Linked DNA regions of Mus musculus: region 1 is linked to region 2. The links are chromatin contacts, called in public capture Hi-C maps. All regions are on one chromosome and are shown on one strand. Each heading gives the region's core, a stretch centred on a gene start, on an enhancer-like site or on the middle of the called end of the contact. The rest is flanking DNA. Distances are from core to core; before and after follow the strand shown.

The links. Capture Hi-C pulls out chosen DNA fragments and counts their contacts.
Region 1: a capture Hi-C map of macrophages shows a contact between it and region 2, with 6 times the contacts expected there. The contact joins the promoter of Piwil4 here to the promoter of Vstm5 in region 2. A contact is called at or near these places in 2 of 9 other capture datasets (liver and macrophages).

What each region holds. Positions count from the first base shown.
Region 1 is chr9:14,736,632-14,743,031 of GRCm38.p6, forward strand. Piwil4 (piwi-like RNA-mediated gene silencing 4) reads right to left here and starts at 4,041. Exons shown (of 20, transcript NM_001368831.1): 1 at 3,827-4,041; 2 at 2,760-2,823; 3 at 179-310. The coding sequence starts at 3,913. It also overlaps the pseudogene Gm15586.
Region 2 is chr9:15,236,886-15,242,641 of GRCm38.p6, forward strand. Vstm5 (V-set and transmembrane domain containing 5) reads left to right here and starts at 2,160. Exons shown (of 4, transcript NM_026955.2): 1 at 2,160-2,473. The coding sequence starts at 2,386. It overlaps Gm51702 (a long non-coding RNA gene), which reads right to left. Exons shown (of 3, transcript XR_003948285.1): 3 at 4,198-5,756.

The DNA.
Region 1 (6,400 bases), core at 2,791-5,290, 500 kb before region 2:
GGATGGGCCCCAGACGGATGAGGTCGATGGATAAAAGATGAAGATGTTGAGTTTGACTCTGATGAGAAGGAACCCCCTGCTCTCCCCATGGATTAATAGCCCCTCCCCTGTGTTCTAATAAACTGCAGTGGGTCCTGGGAGCACACTTCAAAAAAAGTAACAAGGAGGTAATGGCTACCTGTTTTACAATCTTTTACGTGGGTCAACTTTTCCCTGGTACAGACACCCAACTCTTCGAAGTCCTGTCTGCCTTTGCCTCTTCTTTCCATGAAGGTACGTCCACCATCACCAGAAGAGACACCAAGTTCATCTGAAACAAGAAGATAACGTGGTGTGTTGGACCATGCGCACCCTCTCCATCAAAACCACACTGACCGTCAAAACTTGCAGTTTTCAATAAGATGTGCCTGTGCTGCCAACACATTCCTGACTGTACCAACGCTGAAAATTATAGAAAAGGCAGGGAATGTTTAATTAGAAATAAGGCTTAGTGTTAGCTTTTACAGTGCCATAGATGTCCTCTTCTTGGGTCAGGCTACTGCTCCCACCTGTTAACACGCGACTATCCTTCCTTCTCCCTGAGCTCTGAAGCGTTCCAAGCGGGGACAATCCACACTGACTTGCTGAGTCTCTCACATTTCCCAGTGGAAAGAGAAACTGCCCAGGCACGGACAGCAACAATCATGCTAGATTATTCCTTAAGAAAAGTCTACCATTTACTATAGGTCATAAAAAGACCGAAAGAAGTCTGTTTGTATCTAAGTGACTTCTGTTTAAGTGAGTACAGTTTTTAAATGCCATCACCACTTGGAAGGTACTTTTAATCGTCAAAATTCAGGATTTTAGGGCAAAACAACATGCCTAACGGTCTGCTGACCCTCTGGGTTCAGGGTTCATCTGTCCTACAATGTAGTCCCTGATTGCACTGTCCCTCCGTTTCATTTTCAGAGATTGATTTTAACTGACTATCTATATTTCTCACTGTTCTAGATCGTAAGTGATTTTTAGACAGTTTAAGCATTTCGAGCTGCCAGGGCCAGGGCACATGCTGCTCTTGGAAAAGACCAGTTGGATTCCCAGAACCCACAGCATGTGGTTTACAACTACGTCAGGAGGACCCAGTGCCTCTGGCCTCACACACGCACACATACACACACACACTACACAGAAAATAAAATCTTGATTTTTAAAAAGTTCAAACCAGGCTGGGCAGTGGTGGCACATGCCTATAGTCCCAACACTTGGAGGCAGAGGCAGGCAGATCTCAGAGTTCAAGGCCAGTGTGGCCTCCACAAAGAGTTCCAGGATAGTCAGGGATACACAGAGAAACTGTGTTTAAAACAAAAAACCAAAAAGTTCATACTACCATAGAATTGTGGTTCTTTGAAACTGAAAGGATAGGAAGTGGAGAGTTATTTTTAACAAATAAGTTTCAGTATTACCATACAAAAGAGTGCCAGAGATAGATGCCAGCAGTAACTGTACGATAAGAGTGAGCTTAAAACCCTGGGACTGGGGCTGAAGAGACGGCTCAGTGGTTAAGAGCACTAGAGGTCTTGAGTTCAATTTCCAGCAACCACGTGGTGGCTCACAACCATTTGTAATGGGATCTGGTGTCCTTTTCTGCTGTGTCTGAAGAGAGCCACAGTGTACTCACATACATCAAATAAATAAATGCATCTTTTAAAAAAAAGGAAGAAAACAGAACTGTACACTTAAGAGTTAAAAGGGGAAAAATCAGGTTATATGTCTATTACTGTAAAGGATGGACTGTCTGCATGCTGAGTTACTCATGATAATGTCACAGTGGCAGAGGCAGGCAGGCCAGCATGCTGCCTCTCACAGCAGGCCTTCTGTGTCACAAGCACATTCTCATTGCAGTTCAGATCAGACCACACCAGAGATGGACTCTGAGAGCCTGTGGCACCTCAGCGCTTACAGCTTACTGACCAGAAATCAATAACTTCCCTGCATGTTCACAATACAGGACGTGGTAAACAGCTTTCACCCAGGGATATGAAATGCACTATGTTCTCAGATTCGTTTCAACCCTCTAGAATCAGGGGCAAACAAATGTCTCTTATTGAAGCCCCTCAGTCTATGGTACTTCCTCACGGCAGCCCAGGCAGAACCCAATACACCTGGCAAGGCAACTTAGGCTGTGTGGCCCGGAGTGGACAAGACCCCTGGAACTGAACCAGGCTTTGCAAGGAGGACTGATGGAAGGATCACAGTTGTGTGTCGCTGGTTTCTCCCATCCTGGAAAATGGGCACTTTGATGTCACTGCTCTGTATTTTTGGAATGTGTTCTTCAAAGGCTGGGAATGTACCTCAGTTAGCAAAGTGCTTATTTAGCAAGCACGAGACCCTGAATCCAATCCCCAGAACCATATAAAATGGGTCTGGTGCACCTGCAGCCAGAACTGAAGGGCTGGGGAGGGAAGAGGAGAGTCCGAAGTTCAAGGTCATTTTCAAGAACACAGTATGAGCTTAGCTGGGCTCGGAACACTCTGTCTCCAGGTTGGTGGGGTTTCAAAATGATTCGCTGAGCAGAAGGAATCAGAAGATGGCTTCCCCATCTGAATCCCGGTGTCCTGAGGAACACCAGGACGCCAGCGAAGCCACAGTGAACTTCTGAGGAGGATCCCTCAGGGAACCGTTGCAGAGCAGGCGGTGCGGTCTGGTGTCTCGGGCTTGGTGAGTCCTCTTACTCCACTCAGGCTGAAGGAGGTCAGGGAGGCAGATCCAGAGATACTTACATGGCTGTGAAATGACACTTGTCCCACCTCCGGCCTCGCTGTCCCCAGGACTGGCAGATGTAACCTACAAAGAGGTAGGAAGTTTGCTCAGACTTAAACGAATCACAACCCATGACATTATCAAAAGACAAGAACAGTATCATGTCTCATACTGTAGATTACCATGATCCAGGAGCAGAAAACACTAGAGGTAGATGCCCTTGAGGGGCAAGAGGGAGGTGGCCATTCTCCACAGAAGGCCAAGGGGAAGCTGGAGTGCTCTCCTTGCCAAGTGCATTTAGCTGAGTCATGCTACCATCTGATAACAGACAACAGCCCCAGATAGCTACCCAGATAACAACAGCGTTAGGCCCCAGAAGTGTGAGTGAGCTATGGAAGTGGGGTGATCCCTCAGCACAGGGATGACCCCTGGGGATGAACTGAACCAAAGCCAGCTCTCAACACAGGGAAGGACAGAGACTGACACTGTCTCTGCAGAAACTTCTTTGTCCAAGAAATTATTGTATCTTGGTCTGTTTAAAAAAAAAAAAAAAAAAAAAAAAAAAAAGAGCAAAGTCAAGAGAACTCTACTAAATGATAACAATGACAAAATGATCACAAACCTGTGTGGCCTGAGTCTAAAAGGTTCTCCAAACAGTAGATGTGTCGTTCTTATTCAGTATTGTTTCTGTCTGACCACCCAGCGAACAGCCACACTCCAAGTATTTGCTGAACCAACAGCAGGTGAATCTTTCCACATCAGAATTTGAGACGATTTCTAGTACCATTTACCAGAACCAAGTGTATCACACCAAGGCAAGTGAAGATACTTCAGGCTTTATTTAGTCTGTTGGTCTGTCTTTTGCTTATTCTTTGTTTTTCTCATTCTTTCACACACAATTTACAGCGACTGAATTAAAGCTAAGAAAATAGAAGGCAGCTATGCACCTCCTAGCCAGAGTGCCTTTTGCACTTCCATGGTATCTACTTGAAAGAAAAAGGTGGGAAAGCCTCAAAGGAGTTAGACAGGCATGTAGAAGAAAACACTGCCCAGGATAGCCAAAGGAAGGATAGACAGAAGTACTCACCATGAGGTCTCTTGAGGACCGCCCCACTTCCCTAGCACTGTGGCCAGTGGTGATGCCTCGCGCTCTCACACGGGCCCGTCCACTCATGTTCCTGGGTGCCAGCGGCTTTCCAGGGCTGGTGAGCCTCAACAGGAGTGTTTTCTCTTTGGCAAAAGAGACGGTGTGGCTGTGACTCGGAGTTTGGGAGTATTCAAGCTTCCCAAGATAGTTACTACAAACAGCAACCCGAGCGTGGGTGGGCAGGGCCCGGTGGACCCCCAGAATGCGCAGGCGCATGATGGGCGCGGCAAGGCGGGGGTGGGCACCTATTAGCATTGCATGAATCTCTCTCCTTCTCTTCGTCCCTCCCTCCTCCCCTGCCCCCCTCTCTGTCTATGTCTTTCTTTTTCTTTTTTATTCTTTCTGTCTCGCTCTCCCCTATACCTTTTTTTTTGCCTTCCTCTGTGTCCCTCATTTGCTATAAATACCCAGCATACAGTCTTTATCATTTGAGGATGTATCTCTCTGCTCCTGGTTTTTAGAAATTACCCAATCATAAATGTATATAGAATGGCATCACACACCACTCTGGAAGTGTGAGGGAAGCTTGTGGGACGGTCATAAGGTGTGCTTCTCTGAGTCTTGTTAGGGTGTATCCTGAGAAGGGGTGAGGTGAAACGGGGGGAGGGGGGGAGGTTAGTAGACAGGCCATTACACAAACGTTTGGAATGACCCAAAATGGATGTAACAATTCGAATAAATCTTAAAGAAATTAGATTGGGGCTGGAGAGGGTTTAATGGTTAGTATATTCTTGTTCTTTCAGAGGACCAGGGTTTGCCTCCTAGCACCCACGAAGTGACCCACAACTGTGTGGAACTCCAGCTTCAGAGGACCTGGCACCTTCTTCTAGCATCCTTGACTCCTGTGTGCTCCCGGTGCACACACAGACCCACATATAAAAATATTTATTTTTTTTATTTTAGTTTTAAATGGTTCTTTATTCATAAACTTGATGCAAGTTTACAAAATGTACTGTACATTGCCAAATAAATCTGCAATGAAAAATAAAATTAAAAAAAAAAAACCAACCCCAAAGCATGCCAAATGTGCAGCTGTCAATCTGTTAGCCATTAGGAAATTAGAATTCAATAATGTATTCAAGATTTTGCCTTAGGTATAAGGAACTTAATAATGTGTTGAAGAATTCTGTCTTGTCACTTGTCATCTGAGCCACTGGCAATCATATATTTAGGGTAACCAAGTGACCAAGAATACCAGATATCTTTTCTGCCCTCTTAACCAACAGAATCAAGAGAAACTAACACCACACATAAAATGCACAAGTGCCACATCTCCTAGATGTGGTTTGCAAAGTTTAAAAAAAAATCTCAAATCAAATATATAAGAAATACAGTTTAACTTTGTACTGGTTTGTGCAGGAAAATGTGCTTCTGGGTTTCTTTTTAAAAGTGCTTAAATAGCTAGATTTAAATCAAACATGGTGTTTATTTGTAACTCAGGCAACGGATATACAGTCTTGTAAACTCTTAAGAGAGGCATAGCCAGAGGGATGAGGGAGAACTTCGAGGGTGACTTTACTGGAGACAAAGCACTTGTGTCAATACGGACAAGTCACCACATGCTTGTCTGTCAGTAAAGTTAGTATTGTACCAGAGGCCTGTGGGTACTATGTCAAGAGGTCTGCTGTGACCTTCCTAGAGGAGCTGGTCACTCTGGAGCAGTTTTCTATGAGATGAAGCCTTGTATTTCTGGAGGGATGCTCCAAATTCCCAGTCAACAGCTTTTGGCTAACTAACACAGGGTAGCAGAAAGGGTACAAAGCACCAGGGGAGGGACATGTTCCATCCAGCAGGCAAACTCTTAGGTTGAGGAAATACAACTCAAAAGATTCACCAAGTCCCTAAAACTGACAGATGCACTAGACCTCTCCATTCTCAACCACATAGAAGCTCTAAAGGAGAGCTGAGACACGCTCAGAGATGAGCTCCGTAGAAGGGCTCAGACTGGCTGAGTCATCTGGAAGAAAGAGACTAGTCAAGCAGCCTGGAAGAGGCACAGATCAACTGAAGGTCTGGAATTGTTGAGCTGCCTCAAGCTGTGCATTGTGCTCAGCTTCATCAAAGACCCCATCAGCAAGCCCACCCATGCTGCAGTGGGCGTTGGTAATGCAGATGTTTTTGAGTCACTTCCACTCCTGTAAGTAACCCCTCACCCATATTTCTGTAAGTAACCCCAATAAAACTCATTGGTTCACCAAGGTCTGATGTTGCTTCCGAATCTGGGGTGAGTAGATGTTTGTTAATGTCCCCTCAGGGATAGTGTCAGGTAGCACTGACCCAAGAGATGTGGAATCTGGAATAGCACCCAGCAAAGCTGCTGGTGTACCAGCCAGTTCATTGTGGATAAGAGCAGCCTCAACCATTTCCTTCCAGGAACAGGAGAGCATTGCCAGGTGTCTAAACAACAAAGAGAAAAGATGTGCAACGTGGGGATTAAAAGCAAGAGCAGGAAAAAAATTACTTCCTCCTATTTCTCAGAATGTTTGAAAGCTGGGGCAGTAAAGTCAAGTGATC
Region 2 (5,756 bases), core at 910-3,409:
GAAAGTGAGAGTTCAAACCCCAGAGCACACACTGTATCTGCTTCTCTCCCTGGGTCCCGGCCCAGTTTGTCTCATCTTAGCTTCATTCTTTTGACTTTTAAAATATTTTTATTTTTGAAAGAGAGCCTTGCTACGTAGCCCAGGCTAGCCTCAAACTTGGTTTCCTTCTTCCTCAGCTTCTTAATTCACCATACCTGACTTAGCTTCATTATGAGTCCAGGACTTCTTGTGTGACAGGCATGGGTGGTAATACCTGTAGGTTCATGTCCTCTGCTTTAGCAATCCCAGCAATGGCCACATGCCACTCCCAGGGAGTCCCCAATGGTCTCATCTTTTTACCCATGAGCCAATGATAGCCAATAAAGAGGACACTGTGAGTGCAGTTCCAGGGTAGACCATTCTTGTTCTCACCAGAATGTGTGTGTGATGGTTAAAATGACCAACTTAATGGTTCTAGAGTCACCTGGGAAAGACGTCCTTTGGCACACCTGTGAGAGATTATCTAAATCTGGTTAATTGGGGTAGGAAGGCCTACGTTAACTTTGAGGGACACCATCCCGTGGGTGAGAATCCTGTACTAAACAGAAAGGAGAATGCAAGCTGAGCCCCAGCATTCATCCCACCCAGAGTCTTACTGCAGATACAACCCCCCCCAAGAGCCAGATCACAGTAGGGCGTGCTACATCCCATGGTCTCCTGGGAGAGCATGCTACACACCGCTGTCTCCTGGCACTTCCTGTCTTTCTGTTCCTCCATCCTCACCTAGCGAGATTTGTCCTCACTTGAAATTTCACGAAATATGTCAAGAGCTCCAGATCTAAGGAGAAGGAATGTCTTCGAGGCAGGAGGAGAGCTGTGAAGCGTTTCCTGGAAAGACTACTTCTCTCCAGCTCAGAACAATGAGTGTATTAAGGTTACATTAGCAAGGGTCAGGAACATGGGTGATTCCAGCGGCTGCATTACAGAGAAGCCCAGCCCAGCCCATCACTGGGGCTCCCTCTACAACTTGCAGCTCTGTGGAAGAGTCTCCTCTCCCTGGCAATGGCATACTCCAAGAGTTCTCTAAGTGCCCTAGTGCCCTGAATCCTTTGAGTGGCTTGTGCTTTGTGAGCTGCCTCCTCCTTTCAGGAAAGAGTGTCTCAGCTGGAAGGAAACGGCTACACAGCAAGCAGCCACCGCCCTTTCTATCCTTTCCCCAGGAAAGCAGAATCTTTTCCAGAGCCGCCCTCCCGAGTAGACTTCCCTTTTAAGTATCACTGCTGTTTGCTCGGAATCTTATTCCCTAGTAAGAAGATCTAGCTCTGACGAAGTAAACCATACTGCCACAACTAGCTTGGGCCAGTTTTAGTTTCCCCGACTTCCACATCTTTACACATCACCACATCCCCCTTTGAGTCCAGCTGCTTTGAGTCTTACAGCATCCTGGTTCTTCATTTAACAGCAGACTATATAGCAGTTGGTCATTGTTTGCAGGCCCCACCCCTTGCTAGGATTCCTAAAGTACCTAGTCACTCCTGAGGATTCCAGAGTGCTGAGATTACAGGAGGGCCACCTCTAGGGGCTCTGCAAATCAGTGTGGTTGTGTCTCTAAGTGTAGCTCAGGCATCATTCCAACACTGTCCTGTGGTGGAACGCCCACCTGAGCCAGGTCCCAGACAGAACGCAGCTTTCAGAATCCTTTCCTGGCTGGCTGAGTAACTGGCCGGATGGATGGATAGTCGGACGGATGGACGGACGGACGGACGGATGGATGGATGGACGGACGGACGGACGGACGGACGGATGGATGGATGGATGGATGGATGGATGGATGGAGCATAACTGCATCTACTCCACAGAGCCAGCCTGAGTCACCCTATCTGTTTCCCCTCACTCCTCACACCCCAGGCTGTCACTTGGCTTTCCTAAAAGCCTCCCACTTGCCCATGAAGTCCTCAAATTGTCTTTTTGGACCCTTGAACAGCAGCTAGCACTAGCCCTCCCCCCAGTCACCTCCCTGCACTGAACCTTGAATTGATAAAGTGGGTGTGACCCTCAGGAAATTGCTCATTATTTGCCATTAGTGCCTCTGAGTGCGTGCCTTCCCATTACCCCATATCTTTGCATATTTATAGTCCTCCGTTCTTTCACTCCTCCCTCCCTCTTCCCTTCCTCCTTTCTTCCCTCTGTCCTGGGAACTGGTTGAACCAGAGTACAACCTGCTCATCTGCCTCTGGCGGAGCAGCTGCAGGAGCTGAGACGTGCTGAGTTGCAAGCAGAGCAGCAGAGCCAAGGCTTGGGAGGCTAGGCTGGCGCGCTACGCTGCGGGGCGCTGCTGAGGGCGAGCATTGGACCGGCCACCTCCCCGAGGCCCATGCGGGGTTCTATACAGCCCGCGGCTCGCTCATGAGACCACTGCGGTGCGGGGAGAGGACCCAAGGCATCCCGCTGGGGCTGCTCGCGTTCTGGGTGACTGCTGCCCGCTGTCTGCAGAGTAAGTGCCTGATTGGGAGACCTCGTAGGTGGGAGCAACATGGAGGGTGGGAAGAACATCGCTGGAAGGAACGTCCCCTATGGTGCTGTCGGGAGGCCAAGGTGATGCGGGCTAGTCTCATTTCACCGCCTCTAAGCTGGCGGGGCGCAGCTGGAGAGTCCTAGGCCGAGCCAAGGCTCTCTCAGTGCTCTGGGCCGCTGTGGCTGCTGCTGTCAAAGCAGGAAGCCGTCCTGGAGATAACTCGCTCCCTGCCGGGCCCTGGCCTCCTGGGCAGCAATTTTTATTTTCTTTCTGAAAATAACCAGGCTGCAAACCCCAGGGTGCTCACTGTCACTCTCTGGTGGTAGACCCTCCTTGGGTTTCCTGGGTCCTATGGATCTCCCTTAACATGCAGCAGACTTCCAGGTAGCCTGGGGCTCAGGAAAAGAGGTCGTGGGGTTCACTGGAGCATGAGACCAGAGAAGGTGCCCTGTGAGGCAGCACTAGAATGGTGAGTCAGAATGTGGTACACATTGAACATCATCTATAGACACGAAAGATTATAGTGCAATTCTCTTCTTGTTCAAGGACTAACATTATTACCATTACCATCTTATGGGTCAGTTCATGGAGGTTTAGAGAAGCCAGAGACGGGTGGCTGGAGTTAAGAGGGCTGGTGGGGAAAGCAGATCTTCATCAAGCGCCTTTGTTCACAGATTCTTGGGATCCACAAACTTCCTAACCATTTAGCCCATATGAAATGAGAGCCTCTTTTTCTGTGTTCTACAAGTGCTGCAACTGAGGCACGGGAAGGCAACACTGCTCAGGGAAGGTGACTACCTACCTAGCGTGCGGTGAAGCCAAGGCTCAAACAGCTTCTAGGTCTTTTCTTGGAGACCAGCCTTTGTATTTGTAAGACTCAGTAAGACTGGGCTGAGATGGCTGGGCTGTGGCTTCTGCCGCTGGGGGGCCTGGACTTAGCCCCTTGTTAATCCATCAGGTAGGAATCTTGACAGTGATCTTTCCCGTTGTTTTCCCAAGTACAAGTTTCTTGTCACCATTCTTGCTCTTGGTACAGCCGTCTGTCTGTGATGTTCAGAGGGTAATATCCAGAGCCTGACTTCTCCCTGCAGGAAGCAGGCCACAGTAGGATACAGTGGTTAACAATTTTTCCTTTGACGTGGCCTTTGAAGGAGGTAGGTGCTGCCTTCTGGGAACACTTAGAACCCAGATTTGGGAAACCAGAGGACTCTCTGCAAAGGAACCCACACTTACCTGGTCCTAGCAGTTAGATGGGAGCCACCATGACAGTGTGACATGTAAGCCTGAGGAGTAGGTGAAAGTCTGTGTCACCTGGTGACTGTCTCCTGCCCGGCTGTCACCAGGCAGGTCAGTACTGTCCGCTCTGATGAGCCCTGAGTCTGCCCCTCTCCAACCAGGAGCAGCTCTTCCCAAATGCCGAGTGGGTGTGAGCCTGCTTGGAGGGGGCCTGTGCTGGAGGCCAACCCAGCAATGTGGAGAGGGCCTCTCCTCTCCTCACCAGCTCCCTGCATCCTCTGCCTCCTCAGCTTCTGCCAAAGGCTGGGGTATAACTCAATGGCAACTCTTTTCTAGCATGAACAAGGCCCTGTGCTTGGCACCTAGCACGGTTAACAAGAAACCATAAATAATATAAAAGAAGGAAGAAAGTGAGAGCAAGAAGCTGCCTTCAAAAAAAAAAAAAAAAAAAAAAAAAAAAAAGCCTGTGTTACAACATGTCCCCAAACACAAGATTCCTGTATTTGGAAGCGTTTGCTCTCTCAATGGTGGTGTTAGGGACTAAATATATCCCCCAGATGCATTGGTTGAAACCTCTGATGTGGCGTTAGTCCCCACTGTGGTGAGACTAGTGTCCTTATCAAAGAGAACTCAGAACTCTTTCTCTGCTGGTGGGGACACAGTGAACAATTTAATAAGCCAGGAAGAGGGTGTTCGCTTAACTATAAATGTCTTGCCAGTGAGAGCACTCAGCAGGCAAAGGTACTGGGACTCACAAGGTGAGGAGAGCGGACTGGCTCCTGTAAGTTTATCCAGGGACCTCCACAGAGTCCATGCACCCAGGCACACACACACAAATAGGATGCACACAAGTAAATAAGTAAATGTAAAAATAATTTTAAATTAAAATATAGTATGACTATAGATGTATTGGGGGGTCTGTATTAAATACGTTGGATCTTGCACTTCCTGTCCTCCAAGACTGAGAGGGGAAAATAAACCCCCGCACTTCAGTCATCCAGTCCATAGACTCTTAACTGCAGCCCACACTAGACAACTTGTACTGCCAAGTGCGGAGCTAGTGTCATGAGCATGTAGAGCTGTAGATGGCGCTGTAGAGCCAGTTACTGGGTGGAGCTGGAGAAGTTTTCAGTATACTAGAAACGTGGGTTGGAAGGGAGGTTCAGGTGAGGTCTTACAGAGAAATAAGGAGTGTTCTTGGACAGTGCGGAGGAAATTCCTGTGCAGTAGTGAAGATCCGGGCTGAGCTGCCTTTGTGCGTCAGTGTTCTGAGGAAGGTAGAAGTCGAGAGTGGGGCGGCTGCTTATTTAGCTGAGGAGATTTCTAACCAAAGTGTTGGAGAAGGGGCTTTCTCACTCCTGGCTGCTCATAGCAAATCCAAGAGGAAATGAGAAATTGAGCTGGGCATGGTGGTGCACTTAGGAGGCCAGCGTGGTCTCCATTATGAGCTCTAGGCCAACTAAGACTACATAGTAAGATCGTGTCTCAAAACAAACAAACAAACAAACAAACAAGCCAGATCTTAAAGATTTGGCTGTAACCTGCCTGTAGTGTAAAATAATAATACTAAAGGTATATTAGGAAGAGAGTGGCAAGGGTGTGGTGAACAGCCCCAGTAAGTATGGGTGTGAATGCACACACTAATCAGCCACCCCAACAGAAACTCTGCCAATCTCAACTGACAGGGCCAGGACAAAGTGAAGGAAGAATGTGGGTTCTTATCCTGCTTGACTAACTCATGGGGCTGCGCAACTGTAGACATGTTCTTCCAAACAGGAAAGTAACCAGGACTGATTAAGAGACCAGGGCTTTGAACCAGGACTGCCTTGGTTCAAAGGAGAGAGAAGAGGACATAGTTTCAGTGTCAACTGCTCTGACAGTGGACACAGGTCAACTGGAGAATGTCAGGGGTCACCTAAGTGTGTCAAAAGGCAAGTCATCAAACCCAAGAATCTAGTCTTAGCAGTGTGTCTTACTGAGCTTGGAAGCCATCATCGCCCCTGGCCTCCCTTCAGTTTCTTTCCAA